Linked DNA regions of Rattus norvegicus: region 2 is linked to region 1. The links are chromatin contacts, called in public Hi-C maps. All regions are on one chromosome and are shown on one strand. Each heading gives the region's core, a stretch centred on a gene start, on an enhancer-like site or on the middle of the called end of the contact. The rest is flanking DNA. Distances are from core to core; before and after follow the strand shown. Region 1 overlaps Mreg (melanoregulin). Region 2 overlaps Pecr (peroxisomal trans-2-enoyl-CoA reductase).

Evidence for each region. A called contact is a pair of places that touch in the nucleus more often than the background predicts.
Region 2: a Hi-C map of liver shows a contact between it and region 1, with 2.2 times the contacts expected there. The contact joins two enhancer-like sites. A contact is called at or near these places in 2 of 12 Hi-C or Micro-C datasets (both in liver).

The regions. Positions count from the first base shown.
Region 1 is chr9:81,254,717-81,260,685 of GRCr8, forward strand. All of the region lies in intron 2 of Mreg (melanoregulin), which reads right to left. Among named protein-coding and RNA genes, the nearest start is that of Mreg, 34 kb to the right of the region's middle. Within about 2 kb of position 3,830, at least 6 of the 93 cell types and tissues checked have an H3K27ac peak or open chromatin away from gene starts, as enhancers often do. A contact at or near this core is called in liver, where this site is marked.
Region 2 is chr9:81,365,759-81,371,727 of GRCr8, forward strand. It overlaps Pecr (peroxisomal trans-2-enoyl-CoA reductase), which reads right to left. Exons shown (of 8, transcript NM_133299.2): 2 at 1,955-2,088; 3 at 418-583. Among named protein-coding and RNA genes, the nearest start is that of Pecr, 7.1 kb to the right of the region's middle. Within about 2 kb of position 2,808, at least 2 of the 93 cell types and tissues checked have an H3K27ac peak or open chromatin away from gene starts, as enhancers often do. A contact at or near this core is called in liver, where this site is marked.

The sequences.
Region 1 (5,969 bases), core at 2,580-5,079:
CTTCCTACTTTCCCAACCACGAGCCAGAACAAAAGCCTTTTGATTACCACCAAATCTCAGGTATTCTGCTTAGCAACAGAAAACAGAGTGAGACGGTGAGTGTTCACTACCAGGCCATAAGCATAGCGTCAGCTTCCACGACTGACTGAAAGGCAGCGAGTGAACAGCCGCCTGCACTTGGAGGTGGGGGAGTCACTCTGACACGTCTCAGTGTGCACACCTACTAGTGTCCATACAGCCCAAAGATCACGTTGAGCAGGTAAGAAGTAAAAACCAGACCACAGGTTAAACTGTTAAAGTGAATAGCTTACGGGGCTGGCGACGCGGCTCAGCAGGGCAGAGTACTTCTGTTCACGCCAAAGACCTGAGTCCAGTTCCCAGCACCCATATCAGGGAATCCACAACTCCCCACAGCTCTAACTCCAGGAACCCAGTGCTCTCTTAGTGACCAGATTTTTTTACCGTGTGACAGGAGAGAAGTTCACACAAAGGCAGAGACAGACAAATGACGGAAAGACAATGAGAGTGTCTCGGACTGACGGGAAAGGACGGATAAACGAGCAGAGGCTCCTTTGCTTCCTAGTGGTTTTATACAGCTCTGTGTGCAGCCAGAGGACTCAAAAGAAGTAGGAAGCAGCAGAAACAGAAGAACAAGAATTGCCCTTTAGAAACTAGGGCAGAGAAGCAGGCAGAGTCAGTGGGGTGAAGGACTGTGTTTCAACACCACCCAGGGATCTGCCAGGGGAGAGGAGGGCACAGTTCTCAAATTCCCTGCATTGCCTATCAGATGGGAAAGGCATTCTGGGCATCCCCGGGTGTCATCCACAGTCTTCCCTCACCACCTCTGAGACCGGTCAGGTGCTAACTGTCTGTGCTCGGTGCCTTGGCCTCCAACCTCAGGACTTTGTCTCTGTCCCAGGGAATCCTGGATCCCAAGCTTCTGGCAGGGTTCAGAAGGTGGTGATGCTGTTTCTACTTTAATCCAAGGAAGTCCTCAAGTCAGGGGAACCTTTCCCGTGGGTGCGGCTGGCAGCGGAGCAGGAAAGCACTGAGATCAGGTCCTTCACATCACATACGACTATGGATGGGTTCAGTCTCTGCTCTCAAAACTGTAAAGTAGCAGCCCGGAGTCATTTATACCATCTCGCACAGGCTCAGGGAACACTGAGAGGGGGACAGAAGAAATTAAGAGCTGGAAAAAGAAACGAGACAGGCTATACAATGACATCTTTAGGGCAAAAGACACTTACCCCAATCACAAACTCAGCCAGTTTTGGATACCGCACAGGGCGTACACAAGATTAGGCTCAGCAACACTCAGATATGGATGAGGAGATACGGAGGAAGCTAGCACTCAGTGCTCACTCTGGTGGCATTAGATTCAGGCAGATTCACTGCCTTCCACTACATAAACATCGATGATCCCACTAGGTCTCAAGAGAGAACGCCAATCCAACGGTTACACAATGGCCCTGATTAAACTATAAATCACACACACAAAAAAAACCCATAAAGTAATGAATTGAGAAGAGGAAGGAGGGACGGAGGGGAAAGTAAACAATATATTATGTATATGTACATGTGTATGAAATTATCAAATCACAAAATCAGTAAATAAAAAATAATTAAATTTTAAGAAATTAATGCTTTGGGGCTAGTGAGATGTCTCCAGTGTGTAAAAACGGTTGCTGCCAACCTGAGTTTAACCCACGGTACCCATATGACGGAAAGAGAGAACCGATCCTAGAGATTGTCCTCTGGCTTCCACACGTGTTCCATGGCATCCACATGTGTGAGGCCCCCATACACAGATAGATAGATAGATAGATAGATAGATAGATAGATAGATAGATAGATAGATAGGAAATGAATGCTTAATAAAATTGCACTGCAGGTTGAATTCATCCCCCCACCCCCAGCAGAATTCCTCCTAACATCTGCTTTATTAAACTCCCAGTTGAGCTAAGCCTACACAAAGCAAGTGGACACTTGGATAGAAAGCTGAGAGGGAACAAAAACAAAAAAACCAAGGTTGTAGTCCTTGTTGGGAGAACTGTGCGTGCTTTGTACTGAGCCAAAGATACAGTCAAAGGATGACGTGACAAACACCCTGGAGAGGTAAGACAGGAGAATTCCCTAAAGATTATGAAAGTGACAACTTTGCATGCAGAGGACACTCCCCTTTTTGATCACAAGAGGGTAGGGCAATCCTACTTCAAAGACTCTGCTTCAGCCCCTTCATATAACCCATTCCTTCCAAACCTCTGCCTGGGGACGCAAAGAAGCAATGAATCAGACTGCACACACAGCACGCACACACACACACACACACACACACACACACACACACACACACACATACACACACACACATACACACACACACAGAGCACACACACACACACACACACATATACACACATACACATACACATACACACACATACACACATACACACACAGCACACACACACATACACACACAGCACACACACACAAACACACACAGCACACACACACAAACACACACACACATACACACACACATACACAGCACACATACACACACACATAAACACACAGCGCGCACACACACACATACACACAGACATACATACACACACATACACACACACAAACACACACACACACACACACACACCGGGAGAGAAAAAATACTGAGACTTACCAACTTTATGCACAAAAAGAGCATACTCAGTATAATATGATAAAGTATTTTCCTTTTTTTTTTTTTTTCAGGCTATCAAGCCTGGATTGAAACACCAGATCCCTACCCAGCCCATAGTCTCGAGTCCTCTTTTTCTGGCAAGCCTCTGCCATCCCCACTCCTAGAGCTCCTTGGAGTCCCCCAAAGTTTATGTGGTTGCTTGGAAAAAGACCAGAGCAAACAGCTAAGAAGGTCGTGTCCTCAAGGGACATCTAGATTTACCCTTTTGCACCCATTTTCAATATTTTCTCTGGCACCGTCCACTGAAGCTGGGGGCAGGGGAGAAAAAAGGAACTCAGGGTAAAAATGAGGACAGAAGAAACAGAATCACATTCAGTTGGACAACTGAACAGAAAAGGTTCGGTGGCTGTAGAGAAGGCTGCGTCTACCACACCTGCCTGGGATCGCTGGCCCGGTACCTGGGCCTGGGAAATCATCGAGGGTGTCAGAACTCCTGGTTCCAAGTCACACACTGCACAGCCAGTACTAGCAACCTGTGTTCCCAAGGCACACTTCTGCATGCTGGGAGCTGCTCACAACAAAACACAAGGCTCAGGGGAGGAAGAGCTAAGCTCCTCTTAGCTCAGGTCCACAGAAGTGCTCTGATAGCAATGACAATAAACTAGTAAAAAAGCTGGGTGTGACCTTTCCGCACCTGATTCATAATTAAACTCGGCAATTATCTGTGCATTCATTAGCTGGTATTCATTAGCTACAGGAACTGACTCTTAAACTGCACAACCACAAAAGTGGCACAGCCAAACCAGCACTCGGAACAATTACCTTGTGGCACTGGGACCACGGGTTGCTAGTACTGGCCGTGCAGTGTGCGACCGGAACCAGGAGATCTGACAATACATCAACAGGAGTCCATGAGTCCTGTACCCTGATGATCCCCTTCCCCAGCACCCTGGGGACCTGAAGGCTGAGGAGCAGCTCTCCACCCCCTCCAGAACTGAACGACCTCCTATTTCCCACCCAGATGCAATCAAAGCCATCAAACAAGCGTGCGGCTCTTTTGCGTACTCCCACAGCTGAGTCAGATCGACATCAGGAAGTCCCAGTGAATCAGAGCCCAAGGCTTTCTGGAGTCCATGCAATTAAGAGCCAATTTCATTTATTCTAAGAGAAGCAAGACTGACAGAGAGCAGGAGTCAGGGCAGGAATGTTTACAAGGACAGAGCGAGGGAAAGGGCTAGGGTAAAGCTCTGGAGTAAACAGCTGGCTTTGGAAGACTGATGTAACGCCTCGAACACAGATGTGACCCACGGCTTCATGCACACTCAAGTCAGTCCACTTGGAGGAGTTCCACAGAGCCTGCTTTGGCCACTCCTAAATACACATCCTCCCCCATCTCCGCCCATTTCCAGAACACTCTGGCTAAAGCAAAGCGAATCCATTCAGAAAGGCATGGGGTAAAACAATCGTCAGAGACCATGTTATAAGATAATGAGGAGAAAATTTTCCTTAAGTGAAGCCTATTGCTACGAGGTAACACACCTGAATTGTATCCACGCAGTAAGAAAATGACAAAGTCAGAGGAATGTAAGCCTCCGCTGATCAGCAGTATCTACCCACGCAGATGAGATGTCCTCACCTAACCACCCGGCAACCAGACAACCTTTCCCAGATGTATCCATCCACAAACCCTCCTCACTGCTGGTCAAGACACACGCCACCTACTGCGAGCCATTTGTGAAATACTGACCTGTACCTTCACTGGACAGATTCTTTTTTTTTTCTTTATTAACTTGAGTATTTCTTATTTACATTTTGATTGTTATTCCCCTTCCCGGTTTCCAGGCCAACATCCCCCTAGCCCCTCCCCCTCCCTTCTATATGGGTGTTCCCCTCCCCATCCTCCCCCCATTACCGCCCTCCCCCCAACAATCACGTTCACTGGGGGTTCAGTCTTAGCAGGACCAAGGGCTTCCCCTTCCACTGGTGCTCTTACTAAGCTATTCATTGCTGCCTATGAGGTTGGAGCCCAGGGTCAGTCCATGTATAGTCTTTGGGTAGTGGCTTAGTCCCTGGAAACTCTGGTTGCTTGGCATTGTTGTTCATATGGGGTCTCGAGCCCCTTCAAGCTCTTTCAGTCCTTTCTCTGATTCCGTCAACGGGGATCCCGTTCTCGGTTCAGTGGTTTGCTGCTGGCATTCGCCTCTGTATTTGCTGTATTCTGGCTGTGTCTCTCAGGAGAGATCTACATCCGGTTCCTGTCGGCCTGCACTTCTTTGCTTCATCCATCTTATCTAGTTTGGTGGCTGTATATGTATGGGTCACATGTGGGGTAGGCTCTGAATGGGTGTTCCTTCTGCCTCTGTTCTAAACTTTGCCTCCCTATTCCCTGCCAAGGCACTGGACAGATTCTTACTTCTCAAGACAATGTGTCAGAGGCAGGAAGGTGGCTGAGGGGTAAAATGCTTGCTGCCTATGCCGGAGGCCCTGAGTCCAGATCCTCATCACCACATACAGTTGGGCAGGCTCTACCAACGAACCCAGAGACCAGGGAACAGTGACACAGGCAGAGGCTGGCCTCTGAGCTCCGGAGATCCTCCATCTCTATCGCCTCACTGATGAGCTTTGAAGGCAATGCCACCGTGGCCAGCTTTTAATATGGGAGCTGAGGATCTGAACTCAGATCCTCACGCACTTTACCCACTGAGCCACTTTGCCAGTCCCAGGATATTTGGCCAAATACCTGTACACTGTAGCCTAAATACTTTGACATAGAAAATCAATCTTAACAAAATAAATAAATAAATAAAAATAAGCTAGACGGTGGTAACACTTGGGAGGCATTAGGCGGGTGGACTTCTGTGAATTTGAAGCTAGCCTGGTCTACAAAGTGAGTTCCAGAACAACCAGGGCTGTTACACAAGAAATCTTGTCTTAAATAAATAAATAAACAAATAAATAAATAAGGTGGCCAGACATAGATGGTACATGCCTTTAGTCCTAGTACTTGGGAGGCAGAGGCAGGCCTGGTCTACATAGCAGCAAGTGCTAGGCTAATCAAAGCTCTATCATAAGACTATCTCAAAAATAAATAAATAAATAAATAAATAAATAAATAAATAAATAAGAAAGAAAGATGAATAGGAACTGAGGAAGAGACTCGGGCACTAAATCTAAGTTGAACCTTCCCTATCATTGTTAGCAAGATGAACTGACACCCAGACCCAGAAGTTAGCTCCTTTGGAAAATGGAAACAATCTTCCTAGTGCCACAATTCCCCACA
Region 2 (5,969 bases), core at 1,558-4,057, 110 kb after region 1:
CTCCCCTCATTAAGAGACTGCATGCCATGGTGCACATATATATACTCAGGCATACGAGCATATTACTGAAATAAAAAGATAAATTTCTAAAGAGGCACAAGCTAGCTGCGCGGTGGTGGCTCAGGCCTTCGATCCTAGCTCTTGGGAGATAGAGCAGGTGGACCTCTGATTTCAAGGTCAGCCTGGTCTACAGATGGCATTCCAGTAGAGACAGGGCTACACAGGAAACCACATCTCAAAAAACGAGAGGGAGAGAGAGAGAGAGAGAGAGAGAGAGAGAGAGAGAGAGAGAGAGAGAGAGGAGATATCAAATGAACGCTATTGGTGTGGGCTTCTGAGTCCCTAGCATCTCCTCCAGCCTTCCCTGGGATTCCCACTAAGGACACGTCTGGGTTTCGTGGCTCTCGAGACACTCGCCTGCTTTGCACATGTAGAAGGTGCCAGTCAGGTTGGTTTCAATCACAGCTTGCCATCCCTTCGCAGTGATGTCTTCAGCAGGAGCCATGAACTGGCCCCCTGCGTTGTTCACCAAGAAGTTGATCTTCCCATATTTAGCTAAGGTAGATTTGACCAAATTATTCACCTAAAGAAACATTGAGAGAGAAAGTTTAATCGCTATCCTGCGGCATGGCCCGGTTTTAGAAATACAATGCAGTTTATAGACTCCTATATAATGCATACTAATTCTAAATACTACAACCCAAACACATAAAGCCACCAATGACTAAACCCCCACACCCCACAGTGCGAACTTCCCACTGTGCTAATGAAAGACCCCAGCTTAGCAGCAGTAACGCCATTTTGCAAGGCTGTACTTAAGATGACTGGTTCAGGGAAAGGTTAGAACACTGAGTACACAGCAGCTGCCAAGCAAGATATGTTTGGTTGAAGGCCTGGCAACAGGACGACTGCGGTTGAGCACCTGACAATGAGAAAAGCCCCGGGAGAGGTCCCACACCCTGGGGGGGGGGGGCGAGTCAGCCGTTATGTTCCAAGAAGGTAACTAGGAAACTTGCCCCCGGGCTGAACCCTTGGGGGGCCGAGTCAGTGGTTATGTTTCAAGAAGGTAGCTAGGAAACTTGCCCCTGGGCTGAACCCTTGCCACATTAGAATCCACCAAGTATATCCCTGTAACCATGCATCTGCTTCTGTATGCTTGCTTCTGCTCCCCAAAATCCTATAAAAAGCCCATCCTTGGTTCCGTGGGGCACGCCAGTCCCCCGAGTGACTGAAGCGCCCGCAGGTGCCTGTGCCTGTGTATCCCGACAATAAACCAAATCCTCTTGCTGATTGCATCCTGTGGTGTCTCGGTCTGGTCTTTGGAGTTGGAGGGTCTCCATCCCGAGGGAAAGTTCTCCCTGAGAGCTTTTCACTATACTCATAAGCCAAGATTCTAACTTTGATGGCAAGACACACTGGTGAGTACGGATAACCCCAAGCACAGCAAACCTCAGTGGCATTAATTTCTAAGTGCCGACCTTTAAAAAAAAAAAAAAAGATGAAACCAGGTCAAAATGAACATTAAGAAACGCCTTACAGCAGTGTTTATCAAACTGGGGTCACAACCTCTTTCGGAGGAGGGCATCCAATAACCCTTTTACAGGATCTCATATCAGATATCCTGCATTCCAGATGTCAACATTCTGATTGATAACTGTAGCAACATTACAGCTGTGGAGTACCAGTGTAAATAACTTTATAGTCGGGGGTCACCATAGCATGAGGAACTGTATGAAGGGGTCACAGGATTACAAGGTTGAAAACCATAGCCTTAAAGGGTCTCTAGCTGAGAGGACATTTTTGCTTAGCTTCCCTCCTTCTGAGGTCACCAGCTCAGTAAGTTGGGAGCACAGGCATCAGTCCTTACAGGCTCTGCCTTCTAGTGAGCAGGGGTCAGGCACCGCTTCAGCAAAGGACACTGGGTAAGCACACTGCGCAGCCATGTTTGTCTTACCTCTTCTTCTTTCCTGATATTGCACTGTATGGCGGTGACTTGAGTGCTGCTGGAGGGAGGCTGAGAGGCTCTCAGTTCATCCACAGCAGCGGTTAATCTGTCCAGTTTCCGGGAAGCAATGACCACGTTACACCCTAAGGTGAAAACAGCCAGAGGAATAAAGAAAACATGCTTCTAAGAGCTGTCCAAACTAAGGGGCTAGAAGGAAGGTTGAGAGCACTGGCTGCTCTTCCAGAAGACCCAGGTTCAGTAGCCAGCACCCACATAGTGGCTCATAACTCTCTGTAACTCTAGCTCCAGGAAATCTGACACCCACTTCTGGTCTCTACAGGCACCAAGCACATACGTGATAAACAGACCTATAGGTAAAATACACATACATGTACACATAAAAATAAATAAATAAAGCTATCTAAACTACAAAAACTGTTTTGTGTATTCCTGTAAAGGGTATCAGTAGAAGAGGAATTAGGTTGGTTTTGGACACATTGAAGCAATAGGAACAGAAATGACTAAGAAGCTAGACAACACACACACACACACACACACACACACACACGCACACACACACAGGACAGGGAAGGGACAATTGTTTTGAAATATTCAATGTCAAATGCCACGGGACTAAAAATGAGTAGCCACCTCTGAGAGCACGCAAGTCCAAGAAGGGACCTATGGACAAACCATAGTACTATGAGACGGGGAGTTAAATGGACAGATAGGAGAGGCGCCAAGACTAGGTGGTGAACTTGGGCTGGCTTCTTCCTCACCCTCACTGACTTGTGAGAACAGTCTGGCAGCTTAAAACAAAGGCCTTGTGGGCCCTTTCTCCTGCTTGAAGGGCCTGGCTGATGGACTGGGCCAACAAGTTCAAAGCAGGATCAAGTTACTCAATAGTTGTGGGCCAATCAGCCATCTTCTAACTTATTGGAGGAAAACTCTTCAGAGACTTAAAAAAAAAAAAATCTCCAGCCCTCAAGAAGAGACTGGAATTTTTCACTTCCTGTGTCTTCCTTCAGCTTTGTAGAATCTTTTTCTCTATATCTGCTGCTGTGTGCCTGTGGTGGGTGAGTTCTCTCTGCTGCTACCTGTGTGCCTTTTAGTTCTTTAATTGCAGGGAAACGAACGCAATCAAGACCCCCAGACTGTAGGTATCATGATCACTGTAGAGAGCTTCTAGACTACAGAACAGAATAAACTTATTCCCAGCCTGGAAGTCTCTGGAAGTGGGAGAGATGAAGTGAGGACTTCAAGGAGGCTAGGCAGATGGTCACATGAGTCGTGGGAGAGGAGAAATGAAGGGGATTTTTACAGTCTTGCTTGGATTTCATCCAAGCCAGCACAGATCCGTGCATGGAAGGACAGGGACAAGGTGGAGCCCTTCAGAAGGAGCCAGGGAAGGAACCCAGCATTCAGTACCAGGAGTAGGGAATCTGTTGACCACCACCCCCAACAAAATCTTTCACTGGGTAAAGAGTGTAGCATTGGCAGGGAAGTGGCATTAGCCAAAGAAGAAAGGCTTCCAGGACCAAGTCTTAATTTTAAGACGTTGTTTGGAAATATCAAACTATTTTTTTTAATATTTTATTTATTTATTATAGATGAGTACACTGTAGCTGTCTTCAGACACACCAGAAGAGGGCATCAGATCCCATTACAGATGGTTGTGAGCCACCATGTGGTTGCTGGGATTTGAACTCAGGACCTCAGGAAGAGCAGTCGGTGCTCTTAACCACTGAGCCATCTCTCCAGCCCCAGAAATATCAAACTATTTTTAAGTAGCCGAGCTGCATCCCAGTGTGGCTTGGAGGTGGGGCAGAGAGCTACAAAATATTTATAAGACTATAGAAATAGCCAGCAGCAACAAGGTTCAACTCAATCAGCATCCAGAAAACAAAACAAAACAAAAAAAATCCTGAATCTGCAAAGGAGCAAGAAAATAATAACCCATACCGAGATATCAACCAATAGAAACCATCCTGGAAGTGACACTGACAGGGCTGGAGAAATAGCACAAGGGTTAAGGACGCTTGCTGCTCTTTTAAAGGACCCACGTTCAGTTCCCAGTACCCACATTGAATGGCTCACAACCACCTGCAACTTTAGCCCCAAGGGATGCTCTTTTCCAGCCTCTAAGGGCACCTCCACTTACATGTACCCCCTCCCCACATATACACATATACAGGATTAAAAGTAAAATTAAATCTAAAATATATATACTACAGTTAGAGAAAAACAATGCATGGCACCCAGATCGATGATGACGAGGGATGAGAACTTCTCTCAGAACAGAGCAAGGCAGAAGGCAGCGGAATAACACAAAAGCAAACTAGCTGCAAACATCCTCTCAAGAATGACAGCTAGGGGTTGGGGATTTAGCTCAGTGGTAGAGCACTTGCCTAGCAAGCGCAAGGCCCTGGGTTCGATCCCCAGCTCTGAAAAAAAAAGTAAAAAAAAAAAAAAAAAAAAGAAAAGAAAGAATGACAGCGAAAGCCACACATGTAAAATGAGAAGAACTTATCAGAGCAGACTTGTACTGCGCTAATGAAAACAAGTAAATAAATCAACCACTCAAAAGAAGTCCTTCAGGTAGAAGAAAAAGGACATCAGAAGAAGAGCTAAGTCCTTTCAAAAGCAGAGTCAGAGGGTGTGAAAGAGGGCGGCTGAAACAGTATCTTCTGGACCTGAGGCGACTGTTAAACCGAGGACTCACTGGACCTGTGATTGCCCTGCACAGACTTGCACAAGACTGGGACTAGCAATGCTTTCTCAAGAGTGGAAGAGGTGCTCATGGGGTGCTTCCTGGGCAGCTATGTGACACCAATGGTTACTGACAGTAATTTTCTTCTGTGCTGTACCCCCTGGTACATTGCTCATGCATTAAAAAACAAAAAGCAAAAACCACCCAATCTATACTCATTAAGCAACCACAATTAAACTCAGCAGGTCTCTCGCACATCAGAAGACATCAAAGTTGGAGTAAACTAGTTCCAAAGAACAGGTGGGGATGAGAGAGAACAACGGGGGTTAGAAGTGACCAAAATTCCTTACATATCTGTACATAACTATTAAAGACCGAAAAACCAGAACTGGAAATGATAATTTTGTGACTATACAAACTTTTTCTTCTTTCTATCCACATTGACTTTAAAAAAAAAAGGATCATTTGAAGGACAAGAATTAACAATGTATCATGGGATTTAAAATATATGTAGAGGGCTGGAGAGATGACTCAGGGGTTAAGAACACTGACTGCTTTTCCAGGTTGTGAGTTCAATTCCCAGGAACTACACAGTGGCTCACGACCACCTGTAATGGGATCTGTGCCTTCTTCTGGTGTGTCTGAAGATAGCTACAGTGTACTCATATAAATAAATAAGTCTATATCTATACACATGTATATATATATATGTATATCTATACACGTGTATATATATGCATATCTATACACATGTATGTATATCTATACACACACATACATACACACACACATATATATATATATATATCAGTCAGGCAGTGGTGGGACACATCTTTAATCCCAGTACTCTGAGAGGCAGAGGCAGATCTCTGAGTTCAAGGCCAGCCTGGTCTACAGAGTGAGTTCCAGGACAGCCAGTGCTATAAAGAGAAACCCTGTCTCAAGAAAGAAGGGAGGGGGCATGAAGCAGGGCCTCTTATTATGAGGAGTTATTTCTTCCATCCAAGTACCAGCTGGGCTGGACTCTTCCTTAGCTTCCAACATCAGGTGCATTCAGGGTGGTATGGTGTAGAGATGGCCTTTCAGTAGCTGCCTGCTAGTGACACACGCCCTTAATCCCAGCATTTGGGAGGGAGAGGCAGGCAGATTTCTGAGTTTGAGGACAACCTGGTCAATAGAGTAAGTTCCGGGACAGCCATACAGCCATACAGCCATACATACATACATACATACATACATACATACACGCATGCATACATACATACATACACGCATGCATACATACATACATATATGCATGCATACATACATACA